Regions from separate parts of the Columba livia genome. Here region 1 is linked to region 2. Evidence: chromatin contacts called from public Hi-C data. All regions are on one chromosome and are shown on one strand. Each heading gives the region's core, a stretch centred on a gene start, on an enhancer-like site or on the middle of the called end of the contact. The rest is flanking DNA. Distances are from core to core; before and after follow the strand shown. Region 1 holds the start of CRAT (carnitine O-acetyltransferase). Region 2 holds the start of LOC102088842 (torsin-1B).

What was found. A called contact is a pair of places that touch in the nucleus more often than the background predicts.
Region 1: a Hi-C map of liver shows a contact between it and region 2, with 2.6 times the contacts expected there. The contact joins the promoter of CRAT here to the promoter of LOC102088842 in region 2. A contact is called at or near these places in 2 of 2 Hi-C or Micro-C datasets (crop and liver).

Annotation. Positions count from the first base shown.
Region 1 is chr19:5,401,145-5,407,627 of bColLiv1.pat.W.v2, forward strand. It overlaps CRAT (carnitine O-acetyltransferase), which reads left to right and starts at 4,468. Exons shown (of 14, transcript NM_001282839.1): 1 at 4,468-4,537; 2 at 5,820-6,083. The coding sequence starts at 4,508. PTPA (protein phosphatase 2 phosphatase activator) reads right to left here and starts at 2,121. Exons shown (of 10, transcript XM_065035846.1): 1 at 1,923-2,121. The coding sequence starts at 1,947.
Region 2 is chr19:5,196,295-5,202,981 of bColLiv1.pat.W.v2, forward strand. It overlaps LOC102088842 (torsin-1B), which reads right to left and starts at 3,768. Exons shown (of 5, transcript XM_065035233.1): 1 at 3,549-3,768; 2 at 3,088-3,353; 3 at 1,666-1,841; 4 at 578-705; 5 at 1-476. The coding sequence starts at 3,729. The coding sequence ends at 199.

The sequences.
Region 1 (6,483 bases), core at 3,218-5,717, 210 kb after region 2:
CCTCAGGTCGTGCTGAAGCACTGAGCTCCCCAAACAACTAACCATGCCTTGTTTTTCGGGTGTTAAGCCTGAACTGCGTTGCCCTGAACCGGACAACTCCAGCAAAGGCTAAGCTGGAGCAATTCAACAGATGGCAGCCCAGAGCCGCAGCCTTGCGCTCAGAGGACGCCGGGACACGGCCTCTTCCAGGTGGAAGCTATGAAGATAATTTCATGCTAAAGCTCTTTCAGAGCCCAGGGTGTAATATTTAATGCGAATGCAAACTGTTATGCATTAGATCAAGCTCTTCCCCTGGTCATCGGAACCAAGGACCCAGCCCTGTGGGAAGCATCGCTCCATCCCCACTCTCCAGAGCTCTCATCCCAGCCCGCAGCCCTGCACCAGGACACCGCAGAGCCAGAAACGCTCCGCACACTTAGCGGTAACTTGCATTAAACTCCTCTAAGCGCAACTTTTAGTAACAAGAGGCAGTGCCGCAGAGCACTGTTAAGGAAACCAGGTGCTAAAGTGAATTTATGAATTCTGCTAGAGTCACACAGCTCATCTTTTTAATCCTAGAAAATCTGTTCAGCCCCAGCCACCGTGGCAACATTTCGGCGACTGCTCTCCATGTTCCGGCAAGCTCAGGCACTGGCTCCTCACCATCCACCATCAAACTCCACCTCCTTTAAATATTATTAGCTGCATTTACATAGAAAATACTAGCCAGTGATGTCAGGAGCCTTTTCTGCAGCAGAGCAGTGCTGTCTAGCAGGCAGATCAAGGAACAAGGAATCCACAGCTGCAGGAACCACACAGAGTCTCCTACAGACTTGTCACGTATGCTCAGAAAGTCATTTAGCTTCTCTGCCTCTCAGGTTCCCCACGTACGGAACAAGCGCAGCCTCACCGCCTGCCGAGGGTGTTGGGTTCGTTCCTCCGCACAAGCGACAGCGAAACTCCCACGTACAAGGCTGAGAGGAACAACACACGAGGAGTTTAAATGAAAGACTCGTGTGCCTCTCTCCTAAAAATTCAGCACACAGTCCTCAGCGACTAGCACTGTAATAATGGAGCTCTTGTTTTAAAATAACTCATAACATGGACACAATGAGAAACTCCCGAGCAGCAGTGCAAAAAGACAAACACCGACGTGTTCGTTAACATGGGTCACGCATATAGACCAGGGCAGTGTCCCGGACCAGGGCGGGGGATCCAGGTGTTTGCCCAACATCTGTCTCACCGCAGAACTTGTTTCACCTCTTTGCATTTGTTTCTCAACCACCACTTCTTCTGACATGCGCTTTGTGCTTTTCCTCTTGAGGGGGAGAACACGGATACTCCAGGAAGGAAACACTGTGAGGTTTGGGGGTTACAGACTATAAAATGAATAAACAAGCGAATGTCCAAACCCAATAATGTGATGGAGATGGAAGCAGAATGGGTTAGGTTTATAAGTGAAACTTGGACAGTCTTACTCTTGTGGTGTGAGGAGGAGAACAAACTCAGCCAAGAGCTGGACTCTGCACCAGCAAACACGCCCCTCGGCAAGGGAGCCACGGAAAATGAGCTACAGCTGCCAGAGAACCGGCCGCCGGGGCAGCCCCAACCCCGGCCGCCCGTCCCCGCCGCGGGTGCAGCCCCGGGGGCCAGCCCCGAGCCGGCAGCTCGGGGCCCAGCCCGGGGAGGCCGCTGGTGGGGGGCCCGGGGATTGGGGGCTCCAGGGCCCCTTGGTAACCCCAGCAAAGCCTCTTCCCCCCTCCCGCCCCGCAGGCCCCGGCACTCGCCGCCGCCGCCTCCGCAGCGCGGGGCCTGGAGCGCCCGGACGGAGACCCCGTGAAGGGTGAGGCCCAGCACCCCACCCCAGCCCCCGAGACACCGCTCAAGGGCCCCCGGCGCTGCCCCCAGCCCAGAAGGCCCCGGAGCCGTCCCCGGCCCCTCACCTGCCCGCCGCTCGCTCTCTGCCATCTTCTCGGAGCCCGGCCACCGCCGCCACCCCTCACCTCTCACCTCCGGACACGCCGAAGCCACCGGCGGCCATCTTTGAGCAGGGCACGGCGCCCGGCCTTGTCGTGCCTGAGGCTGTCAGCGGGAGGCGCGGCTCCTCCCGGCCACCGTCGTGGCTCGCGCCGCCATGTTTGTGCGGGGCACGGCCTCCTCTGCCGCCGCAGGACAGCCATGTTTGTGCGGGGTGCTGCGGCGCCACGAGGAGCGGGTGTGTGCGGACGAGAGAGGGGGCGCGACCCGGCGAGCAGGGCGGCCCTTCTGACCAGCTCCCGGAGAAGGCAGCGGATAGAGGAGCCGCATCCCCGCTCCGACACCAACCGGGCGCAACCCCCCCGCACCGCGGGACTCTGCCCTTCCCCAAGATGGCGGTGCGGGCTTCGCCCCGCTCCAAGATGGCGGCGGGGCGGCCCCGCCCCCTAGCAGCCGGCGCGGGGCGGCCGGGCGGTGTCGCCCGGTGTCGCCGGTGTCCTTGCGGCGGGCGGCGGCCGGGGGAGCGAGCGGAGCCATGCTGGCCTTGATAGCGAGGTCTGCGGTGAGTGCCGGCCGCGCTCCTAGCGCGGGGACACCGCGGGGGGAGCCTCTAGCGGGCCCAGGACGGGGCTGGGGGGGTGAGGTGGTGGGTAGGCCGCGCCACCCGCCGGGGGGTGACAGCGGCCGGGCCGGGCAGGTGACACACGGCGCCCGGGCAGCCACGGGCGGCCAGCAGCGGCCTGGGCCCGGCGTGACGGGCGGTTGTGCCGCGGGGCCTCCCCGGGGCGGCCCTGCCGGGGGCCTGTGTGGAGGGGCCGGTGGGAGCCCCGCTCCGCCGCAGCGCTCAGGGTCCGGCCCCGCTCCCTCAGCCCGGGGGAGCGGCGGGGCCGGTGCCGGGACTCCCCGCGGGCCTCCGGGTGCGAGAGGGCGGACGGGGCTTGGCCGGCAGCGAGGAGCCGGGAGAGGCTGAAATCAGCGCTCCGGGCTGGTTCGGTTCCTTCAGCAGAGATGGAGCTCGGGGCTGGGGGGTGATGGACACCAGCCATGGCTGCGCAGGGCAGGGAAGCCCAAGGAACTGCCATCTGAGGCTTTCACCTGTAAAACACGGCATTCCCCGCAAAGAGAGGGAAGGTCACACACACAGCAGAGCTGTCAGCCCCGCACCTTAGCAACTGTTCATTGCAACCGCCGGCGGAGCCGGGGGAGGGGGTGACAGCAGCTCGGTGATGGATCCACTGAGGGCACAGGCAGGGCTGGTTGTCTCTCTGGGCTTCAAATTTAAAAATAAAAGACAAACCTCTGTCATCTGATCCCTTGCTGGGAATCAGACCCTGCTCTGAAATTCCTCCAGCCCCCCAGCCTGCAGGTGGATTTCCCTCTGGAAAAGGTCATCTGCTGCTGGAACGCGGACGGGAGCGACGCCAGCGAGCTGGCCCGTCCGCACGCTCTGCTGGTGTTCGCGTCCCCCGGGGTTTGAGGGGAAAGGTGGAGGGTTTGCTCTGCTCGCTGCCAGCTGCCTCCTCTGTTCAGCCGCGATCGCTGCTCTGCCTCCCCCCAAACACTTGAGTTTGACCTCAGACAAGCAGAGGACGTAAAAGAGGAAGGATACAAATCCACTCTATGTGTAACACGCAGTGTGTTCAGTTAATTTGGTTTGGGATTTTAGGGAAAATCTGAAACAGTTTTAAATTATCCTACTTGATGTTAGTCATGTATAAGACTGTGCTTGTCTGCCCTTCGATAGACCAGACAGACACAAAGGAGGGGGTGACATTCCTTGTGACTGCACAGTTCTGTTGTCATCCTGCTTTGGAGATACCTATTTATTTTATTTTTTAAGGGCTGACAACCAAAACTCCCCAAAGTCTCAGCTTGCCACAATAACCACATATGCACGGGGCTTAAGGGCAGTTAAGACGGCACCTTTAGCCCCAAACTGAATTCTCTTCCATCTCCAACTAATCCTACATCACCGCCAGTGATGTGGAGTCACTGTCCTGTTCCTGCAAGAGAACTGTCCTTATCCACCACCCTCTGGCCACCTTTACCTGAGCAAAGGGAGCAAATGCCCCATATTCTGCAGAAATGCTCCCTGCAGCAGCTTGTCCCATACGGTGACAGCCCACGGTGTCACCACCAGTTCATAAATTGGGGTTCCTCCTGCCCAGACAGAGATGTTCAGGCTTTTCCCAATGGCTGCTGTAGTTTCACAGTCCAGGCGAAGGCTGAGGGGACGATGTCCCCAGCACCTTCACTTGTGCCATGGCTGGACGCCCAGTGATTGAGCGGGTGACACCGAGCTGAGGGTCAGTGGCCGTGGGAGGGCTCCCCGGAATGTCACCTTCATGGCAGTCAGGTGGCGCAGCCTGATGGTCCGATCTCCACCCCGCCTCTCCGGGGCCTGTGTCTGGCCTTGGACCCTCTGGTCAGGGCAACCACGTGACAGTTTGCTAACGAGGTGACGCCCCGCGCGGGCAGCACGTTGTCAGGTGGAAGAGGAAACCGAGACAGGCCGAGGGAGAGGTTTCCATTCTTTTCTGTCCTCCCAGCCATGGATAGGAAACAGAAGCAAGCAGAGAAGGTACGGTATGCCCATGCTGTCATGATTAACACCCTGCATTTCTCCCCAGCCCTACTCTCTTTTCATGCTTCAGAAGTTCTCCCTTCTCTTGTTTTTAACATTCCTTCTCCAGACCTTGATCCCATAGTTTTCACCAGGTCCTACAAAGAGCACAGAGCATCTTCTCTGAGGGCTCAGTGCCATGCGGAGGCTTTGTCACCTTGCAGATTTAGCTTGCTCTCTTATTTTCTTTGTGCTTAACTCCTGGGAGGAGGTGGGGGGACAGCTATCTTCTCATTACCTTGGAAATCAAAGGGCACATTCTCTTTGGCTTTGCAAAGTCCAGAATCCTGTAGGAGAGTGTCTGATTCAGCAGATCCAACAGAGGCGGGGGAGCAGAGGGAACTGAAAACCTTCAGAGTGTAATTTAAACATCTTCAAGCCAAAGGATGTCCAACCCTGTTCACCCAAGACAATGTTGATTTTTGGGGGGAAAACTGGCAGGTTCATTTCCTGGTTAGTGACGGTGTTTGCTCCATTTTATTTCTCCACCAAGGAAAATGCAATGGTGCTTTCATTCCCATATGACCCCATCGGACCCCAGGAGCTTGTTGGCATCACCCAGAGTTTCCCAGAAAGCTTTTGCTCTTCCCTCTCCAAAGGCTCCTGTGACTTGGCCGGTCCCTTACTGGTACAACTGGACAGAGGTGGTTCTAACATAGCTGTGTCCTCCAGTAACTGGGAGGTTCAGCAGCATAAAGGAGCATTGCCCCAGAGCCAGTCTTTCCTTGCCTAATGTACCATCCCTGGGCAGTCAGAGAAGAGCTGTTCTCTAAATCCTATCTCTTCAAAACCCAAAGGGTAGTTTGATTTGGCTCAAGGGTTCTGTGAAACAGCTTCTGACAGTAGGCAAGATGAATATTTCTGTCATGACTTACTTTCTTCCCACTTACCATGCGATGGAAACGTTTGACTTTGTCAAATGCATGGGGACTTTCAGCTGGAAGGTGTCCAGAGGGTTGGAGATGTATCGTTATCCTCGCAGTACATCCTCTGACGAGCTGAGAATCAGTATCTTGGGGGACCAAGTTTCTTTTTTGCAGCTTTTCTGGATGTCCTACAGCCATCTCTAGCGTGCAGTCGGTAGACCTGCGCCTTGCCTTTGCGCTTCGTGTGCTCTGCTTCCATGCTGAAACACCTGTGCACCCTCATTGGGGCTGGGATGGAGACTCCCAGCTCCAGGTTGTTGCCTCCTGCACACTGGGGGGAAGTTGTGTCTCGACATTTGCTCTGTGCTTTGCAGGCCAGGCCCTATGGCCTGCTGAAGCCGGCAGCGTTAGGCAAGATCCCGGGCAGATTCCAACTTCATCAGGAAGCGCTGCCCCATCTCCCCGTGCCGCCGCTCCAGCAAACGCTGGACCGTTACCTGCTGGCTCTGCAGCCCATCATCAGCGAGGAGGAGCTGAACCACACGCAGGAGCTGGTGGCCGAGTTCCGCAAGCCGGGCGGTGTCGGGGAAAGGCTGCAGAAGGGCCTGGAGAGAAGAGCCAAGAAAACAGACAACTGGGTAGGTTGGGACGCTGGCCCCAGGGAGGGTGGAGGTTTGATGCCCACCTCTCCAGTGTCCTGGCTGCATCCACTGCATGTGTGTTTTTAAGGCATCACCTTTGTGATGAGCCTGCTGCTGACCTCCCCAAACTGTGCCAACTCCTCACCAGGAGGAGTTGAGATTTACAGCAGAATGGGGAGTCCTGGACTCTGTCTGTAGCTGCTGAAGCCTCTAAACCATTAGCATCACACAGCTGCCCCCAAAAGTTGAAGAAAATGCTCCACTCAAGCCCTGCACCAAGCGCCCACCCTGCCTTTCTCAAATCCTTCTACCCTTCCACATGTGCAATATCAAACCCAAACCGTTTGCAAAGCGTGGGGCGGAACTGGGGGCAGGATGCTGAGGCCGTTCAGCTGGG
Region 2 (6,687 bases), core at 2,518-5,017:
AGTAATAAAGGGTTAAACATCTGGATAGCAGCCAGTTCAGAGATGAACACTGGGGATTTAAGTTAAAAAAACCCAAGTTTTAAAGCCCACCCAGCTGACTGGTGTTCTCACCGTACTCCCTGCAACAGTAAAAAAGCTTAAGTGCAAATACTCAGATTTCCAAAAGCTCTGAAAGCGCTTTGGAGACCTGCAGGGTAATCAACCCTTGGCTTTCGTATCTCTCATCATAACGTCTTCATGAATATCCAGCTTGGCCTGTACAGTCTTGCAGCCTTTATCAGAGTAGATTTTCTCGGCTTTTGGGAAGAACGTCATCTCATCGGCCACCGCCTGAACCACTTTCTCGTCGACAGCGTAGCCACGAGCGATCATTTCAGCCCTGACGCACATCTTCACGTGCTTGTGCTCCAGGGGCAGGAAGGGGACAAAGTAGTCGATGAGGTTCCTGTCGATGAGGCTGCTGTGCCACAGTCCGCCTGAGGAGTTGGGGAAAGGAAAAAAGCAGAGCAGGGTCAAGAGATGAACCCTGTGGAACGAAGTAAAAGGAATTCTCCATTTTCTGGGGAAAGTAACTTACTGTTCTTATTATTGAAGACGCCTACAGAGAGCATGGGCTCCAGGTCTTTCAGCTGAATCTCTTCCCTCTGCTTTCCACTTGTCCAGAAGTCAAGGGCTGCTTTATTAATTAAGTCGCCACCCGCATTGCTATTTGTAAAAGAAAAATGTACAGTGGTGACTACAGACGCAACTGAAACAGAATTTCGTTTTTAACCGTTATACACATTGCTAATCTTGATGTCAAACAAATCACCAAAGCAGAAACCCGTCAACCAAAATTTAGGGCAAGCCTTCAGTTCTTTAAATAGCCATCAGGACGTGTGGGGTTGGCCCTGGCAGCAGCCAAGCACCTACACGGCCACCTACTCCTTTCCTCCTCAGCGGGGTGGAAAGAGAAAATAGGAAGAATAAAAGTGAGAAGACTGGTGGGTCAAGATAAAGACCATTTAATAGGCAATGAAAAGAGGAGGAAAAAACCCCAAGGAAGGCTGAGGAAATCACTCACTGCCCCCCAGTCAGACCAATGCCCAGGCAGTCTCCAAAGAACCATCACCTTTGGAAGCTGAAACCCCCCTTCTTTCTCTACCCCGTTTTTTATTGCTGAGTGTGACATTGTATTGAACATTCCCCTGGCCAGTTTGGTTCGGCTGTCCCAGCTGTGTCCCCTCCCATCCTCTTGGCCACCCCAGCATGGGAAAAAGAGGCAGCCTTGAGGCTTTGCAAGCAACAGCCAAAACACCGGTGTGTTATCAACACCGTTTCAGCCACAAATCCAAAACACAGCCCCAGACTGGCTGCTGGGAAGACAGTTAAATCCATCCCAGCCAGACTCAGGACATGGTGCACCCATCCCAGAGAACTTCCCCAAAACGTGAACTCTCGTACAATCTGTGCTCTGGACCAGGCTCAGGAGCCTCATCACATCAGACCTGCTCCACGACAGCCACAGGCCACACAATTCCTTACAGTGCTGCTCCCCTCTGTCTTTAGAGAGAGCATCTCCACTTCAGAGCGGTTCTTCAAATGAGATCCCACAGGAACATCATTAGCACCATAAAACCAGGTTAATCTCAACATCTTAAAATGACTGCAATAGGCGCTACAGACCTGAGGAAGATGAAGATGGCCTTCCTGTAGGACACCCCATCAACCTGCTCATAGTAGTCCAAGAACGGCTTGATGGCGTCAATGAGACCTGGGTGCATTTTGTCCATCTCATCAAAAATGAAGACAGAGTGGGGACAGACACTGACGTTGCCCCGAATCCAGTTCTGCAGTTGTTCCTGGAACAAGAGGTTGAAAAAACACTGAAAAACGAGGTCTCTTGGGGATGTGCTGCAAAACATTTGTATGTGACAGCCTGTGGGGACACCCTTTCAAATGTCAGCATCACGCACTCACTGGTTATACTTTTTCCTGAAGAAAGAACTGTAAAATCTGTGACTGATCCCTTTAAAATGTGACACTGAATTTAAATGTGAATTCTTTTCCTGCTCACAGATGAGACTTCCTGCTGGAATAAGGCACAAAAACCAAACTGAGATGGGAAATCTTGGAGAAGAGAAAGCTGCTTTTTAAGAAAAAAAACAAATCAGTGTTTCCTCTTTCATGCAGAAACCACGTCTATCAGAACATGAGTTTTGTGTAACTTCAAAGAGTAAAACATGACGATCAGAATCCTGCAACGTCCAGGAATGAAGTCACTTGAAAAATCTCATACTGGCTATATTTTCTCATTGCATAGTGTGTGGTGGGTTGACCCGGCCAGCAGCCAAGCGCAGCAACGAGATGGGGCAGAGAGGACAAAGAATAAAAGTGAGAAAATTAATGGATATAGATATAGTTTGATAGGCGATGTGAAGAGGAAAATAAATGCAAGCAAAGGGAATCACTCACACCCTTGACACATGCAGACCAATGCCCAGCCAGTGTTAGAGCAACGGCCACTTTAGAAGGCAAAACCCCCATCTTTTGTCTTCTTCTACCCCAGTTTTTATTGCTGATTGTGACAGTATAAATATCCCTCTGGCCAGTTTGGGTCAGCTGTCCTGCCTGTGTCCCCTCCCAATCTCTTGCCCATCCCTGCTCACTGTGTGTGGAGAAAAATAAGCCTGTTTGGAGGCTGTGCGAGCGCTGTTCCGTAACAGCCACAACAGCGGTGCGTTATCAACACCGCTTCAGCCACAAACGAAAAACACAGCACTGCGGATGGAAAACACCTCCGCCCAGCCGGCCCGTACGAGCGGTTTTAACGTCGGGATTCTTTCCCAACAGCAAGCGCCGCGGGGATCGGCAGGTGGCATCAGTGAGAGCCCCGCGCTGGAGAAATTACTCTCGATTTCTCGGGCTTTTGGTGCCTTTCTCTTTCACTTTCTGAAAGCGTTTCCTCCTCCATCTCTCCCCAGCACCAACTTTGGAAATACCCAGCTGTACAGCCCCAGCTGTCGGGGTCTGGGGGACTCACACAGCCCTGTACCAGGGGTTTCGGGGACTCGGGGTGACCGAATTACCCCGTGTGTCGCTCCTCACCTTGTAAAGCTTGACTTGCTCATGGTGGGGGAAGTGCAGGGTGGCCAGGAAGAGATGGACGAACTTGCTGCGCAGGCCGGCGGGGTGGACGCGCTCGGCCAGGATCTGGCTGAGGAAGTTCTTGCCAGTGCCGGCCCAGCCGTGCAGCGAGAGCGTCAGCGGCTTCTTGGGGCTGGGGTTGTTGCTGAAGCCCATCACGGCCTTCAGCACCACGTCCTTGGCCAGGTGCTGCCCGAAGAGCTTGGTGTCCAGCTGTGCCTTCAGCGCTGCGGGAGAGGGAGAGATCAGCATCGCGGGGCCACCAACGGGTGCCGGTCACTGGCCACACACCGCGAGAGCTTGGTATGGCCACCACGGCCACCGCCAGGCACACCGGGAGCCGGCCCGGGCAGTGCCCGGTTACCGGCCGAGCCCCGGGCAGGGTTGACGAGCCCAGCGCGCCCCCCCCGTCCCCGCCGTACCGGTGGCGTTGATGCGGTGCCCGGCACCGGGGCAGCACTCCACGTAGCTGCAGTAGAAGTTGGGGTGGGACAAGTAGCCGGTGAGGGCCGAGGCCACGCCGATGGCCAGGCCCACGCTGAGCGGCTCCAGCGCCGCCAGCCCCGGCAGCAGCAGCCAGAGCAGCCCCAGCGCCCGCGGCATGGCGGCCCCGCGCGCGAACGGCTTCCGGCCGCGCGCCGGCACACCCCTAGCCCGCCCCGCCCCGCCCCGCCCGTAGCCGCCGTCGCCGCCATCTTTGTGAAGGGCAAGGGCGGCGTTGGCTAATGACGTTGCCCGGCCGTGATGCAGCGGTGCGGGGATGACGTCATAGGCGCATTTTCCTCTTTGTAATACTTCGTTTGGGAATGTTTCTCATCACACACATACGTCCCTCTTTTGCTTACTCGGTACCACAGTTATCGCAGTGCCCTGTGTGGCTGTTCAAGGGCTCTACAGAAGGTGTCTCCGATGTACAAACGCCCAAATCGCTTCCAGGAAGGTTCCCATGTTGCCCGGACTCTGTCAGAGCTCCGTTGGAGACAACTCAAACGATAGTTTTACAAAGGTGGTTTAATGCTGCTGGAAATATGCTGGAAATCATCCGGACAAGTGTTTCCTTGGTGCAGCAGTCTGTGCGTTTGTCTGTCCTGAACACTAGGTGGGGTGTCGGACAAAGGTTTTAGTCCAGGATTTACAGGGTAGAACAACTTGTGCAGAAACGTGAGTCGTGCCTAGAACTGGAGAGGGGTGAGCACACATGTGCAGAGCTGAGCGCTTGTATTGTGAAACGTGATTTCTGGGGACACCACAGGCTGCCGAGGGCACACAGGCAATGTCAGCGGGGGACTGAGAACACCCAAAGTCATCCTGGAAAGGACAGAGAGTTTGAATACAGAGGTGAAGCTGTTTCGCTGGGGTCTACAGCTTCTCTTCTCTGTAAATCTGAATTAACGGTGCAGGCAGATGCGTTGCTCACCTCACAGGCTTCAGCAGATGTTTGGCCGTTCCTCTGCAGAAATGGGGTGTGATGCCATGAGGTCTGAAATGCATTGTCACCCCTGAGTCTCTCTGGGATAAAGTGTAGTTCCGACTTGTGTCTTGCAAAAGGTGAATTGGCTTCACTGTTTGTGGTCCGCCCTTTCAAACCTGGATGGTGTGGAGCTCCTTCTGACTGATGTGTGAAGGGAGCAATGAGGTGTCCCTAGTAAATATTTCATTGTGGTCTTGTGTCCTTTCACAAGGTCTCACCAGCCTTGGAGAGACCGCATCTCCCATAACACAGATAGGAAATGCAAAGTAGTATGCTAGAAACAACAGAGAGAAGGAGAATTACCTCATCTATGCAAAAAGAAGGGGTAGCACGGGACACATCTATAGATCTTCTCCTTTCCATGTGGGAGGGAGGTGGCATATATTTCCTATACAACTATAGGATGTATGCTGCATAACAGGTACCAGATGGGTGTTTAAATAACCTTCAGCTGCAGCATGTCATGCTGTTATCTCATTATCCCTTACAAGTTAAATGGGTTCAAGCTGGGCCTGGACACAGATGAGATGTCTAATAGCGGTGGTGCGGCTGACATTGATGGCAATTTCCTTGAACAGCCGTCTGGAAGCTCCAAGTGGAGCACAGACCCCGCAACACACAGTCCACGGCACAACATCTCGTTGCCTGTTGTGTTGTGCTGATGAGCACGTTGTTCTTCTGGTCTCAGCAGCCTCCTGTGCCCTGGGTCCAGAATTGGCATCTTGTCCTGTGTTCACACTGGTGCCCCTGCCCAGCACAGGGATGTCGCTTGGCCAGAGGGTCATCTTGGATCAGCTGCCACAATACTGAAGATGTGTAGCAGAGAAGAACTTCCAAACAGCACTTGGTGTGTGGTAGCTGGGTTAGGGTGTCCGTGATTTGCGGTGTTGGTCAGCGGTGGGAGTGTGTGGTGGGAAGGTGAGGGTGTGGGAGAGGTAAGGACATGGGGGGATTATAGGAAGAGGGAGGGTTTTGGGGAGCGCTGCTATGGGCTGCAGGATATAGGGTGTTTGCAGCAAGTAAATCAGAGTGCTAAAGCTATTGTGACAGGGGAGGTAGTGAAGATGGGGTGGATGTGTTGCACAGGGAGGTCAAGTACTTAAGGCCAAGGGTGAGCAGAAAGTCCCCATTGAGAGCTTTGCCTGGCCTTACTCTGCTTTCGGTGTGTTAGATTCTGTCACCCACCCGCAGTTTGATTTGTATGTTGTTGGTTTAAAGTCAGCGTTCTCAGGACTTCAGGCTCGCAGCTCCATGGCAGAGAGCCTGGAGAATTTGGGATACGGCTGGTTAGCGCGGCTTTCTGATCACGAGGCCACATACCTCACTGGAGAGCCAAGAAACAGCGTGTCTCCAGCCAGGGGACAGTGTGCTCAGAACCCGCGTGGCAGCCCTCCCTGGGTTCACGGAGTGCTAGAGGTTTCCAGGTAAGAACTGTAGGATCAATGAATCAATGCTTTTCCCAGAAAAAAAAGTATTTTTGTTGGAGAATGTATAAGGTCCTCGATATTTCCAAGTACTTTATGAAGGAGGTTTTGTGACATGGCTGCTGTTGTACATGAGGTGCTGGGCCGGCAAAAGGTTCTCGCTGAAGGTTTCTAATTGGAGAAGAAGAAGAGGGAGACTCATTTTTCCCTACGTTCAGTTTAATTTCTACCTAAACACACATCCTCTCTCCCTGCCTTCTGGCTCTGGATAGACACTCACTAACGCTCGGAGTTTTTCTGAGGGAAGTTTGGTTTATTTTTACCTTTTTTTTCCCCTCCCGTATGTGTGGTTTGGGTTTGTTTTCTTTCCCTCCAATTTCAGCGTCATCCTCCAAGTGCTTCTTATCCTAAACGTAGAGATGAGGCAGTGACAGGAAAGGGCTGCCACGCTGACGTACATTGGGATCTTTTCAGGGTGGGATTGTGGTGGGTTTTATCCAAATACAGAGCCTGGCTAAGCTCTGAGGGCTTCGCTAACGCTGTGGGAAGGCTCTGACTCACTGGAATGTGTTCATTGACCTTTCTATAATGTGACAGTAGCAATAACACAAGACACCAAAATCTACATTATTGTTGAGCAAACACTGTCTAATCCTAGCAACACCC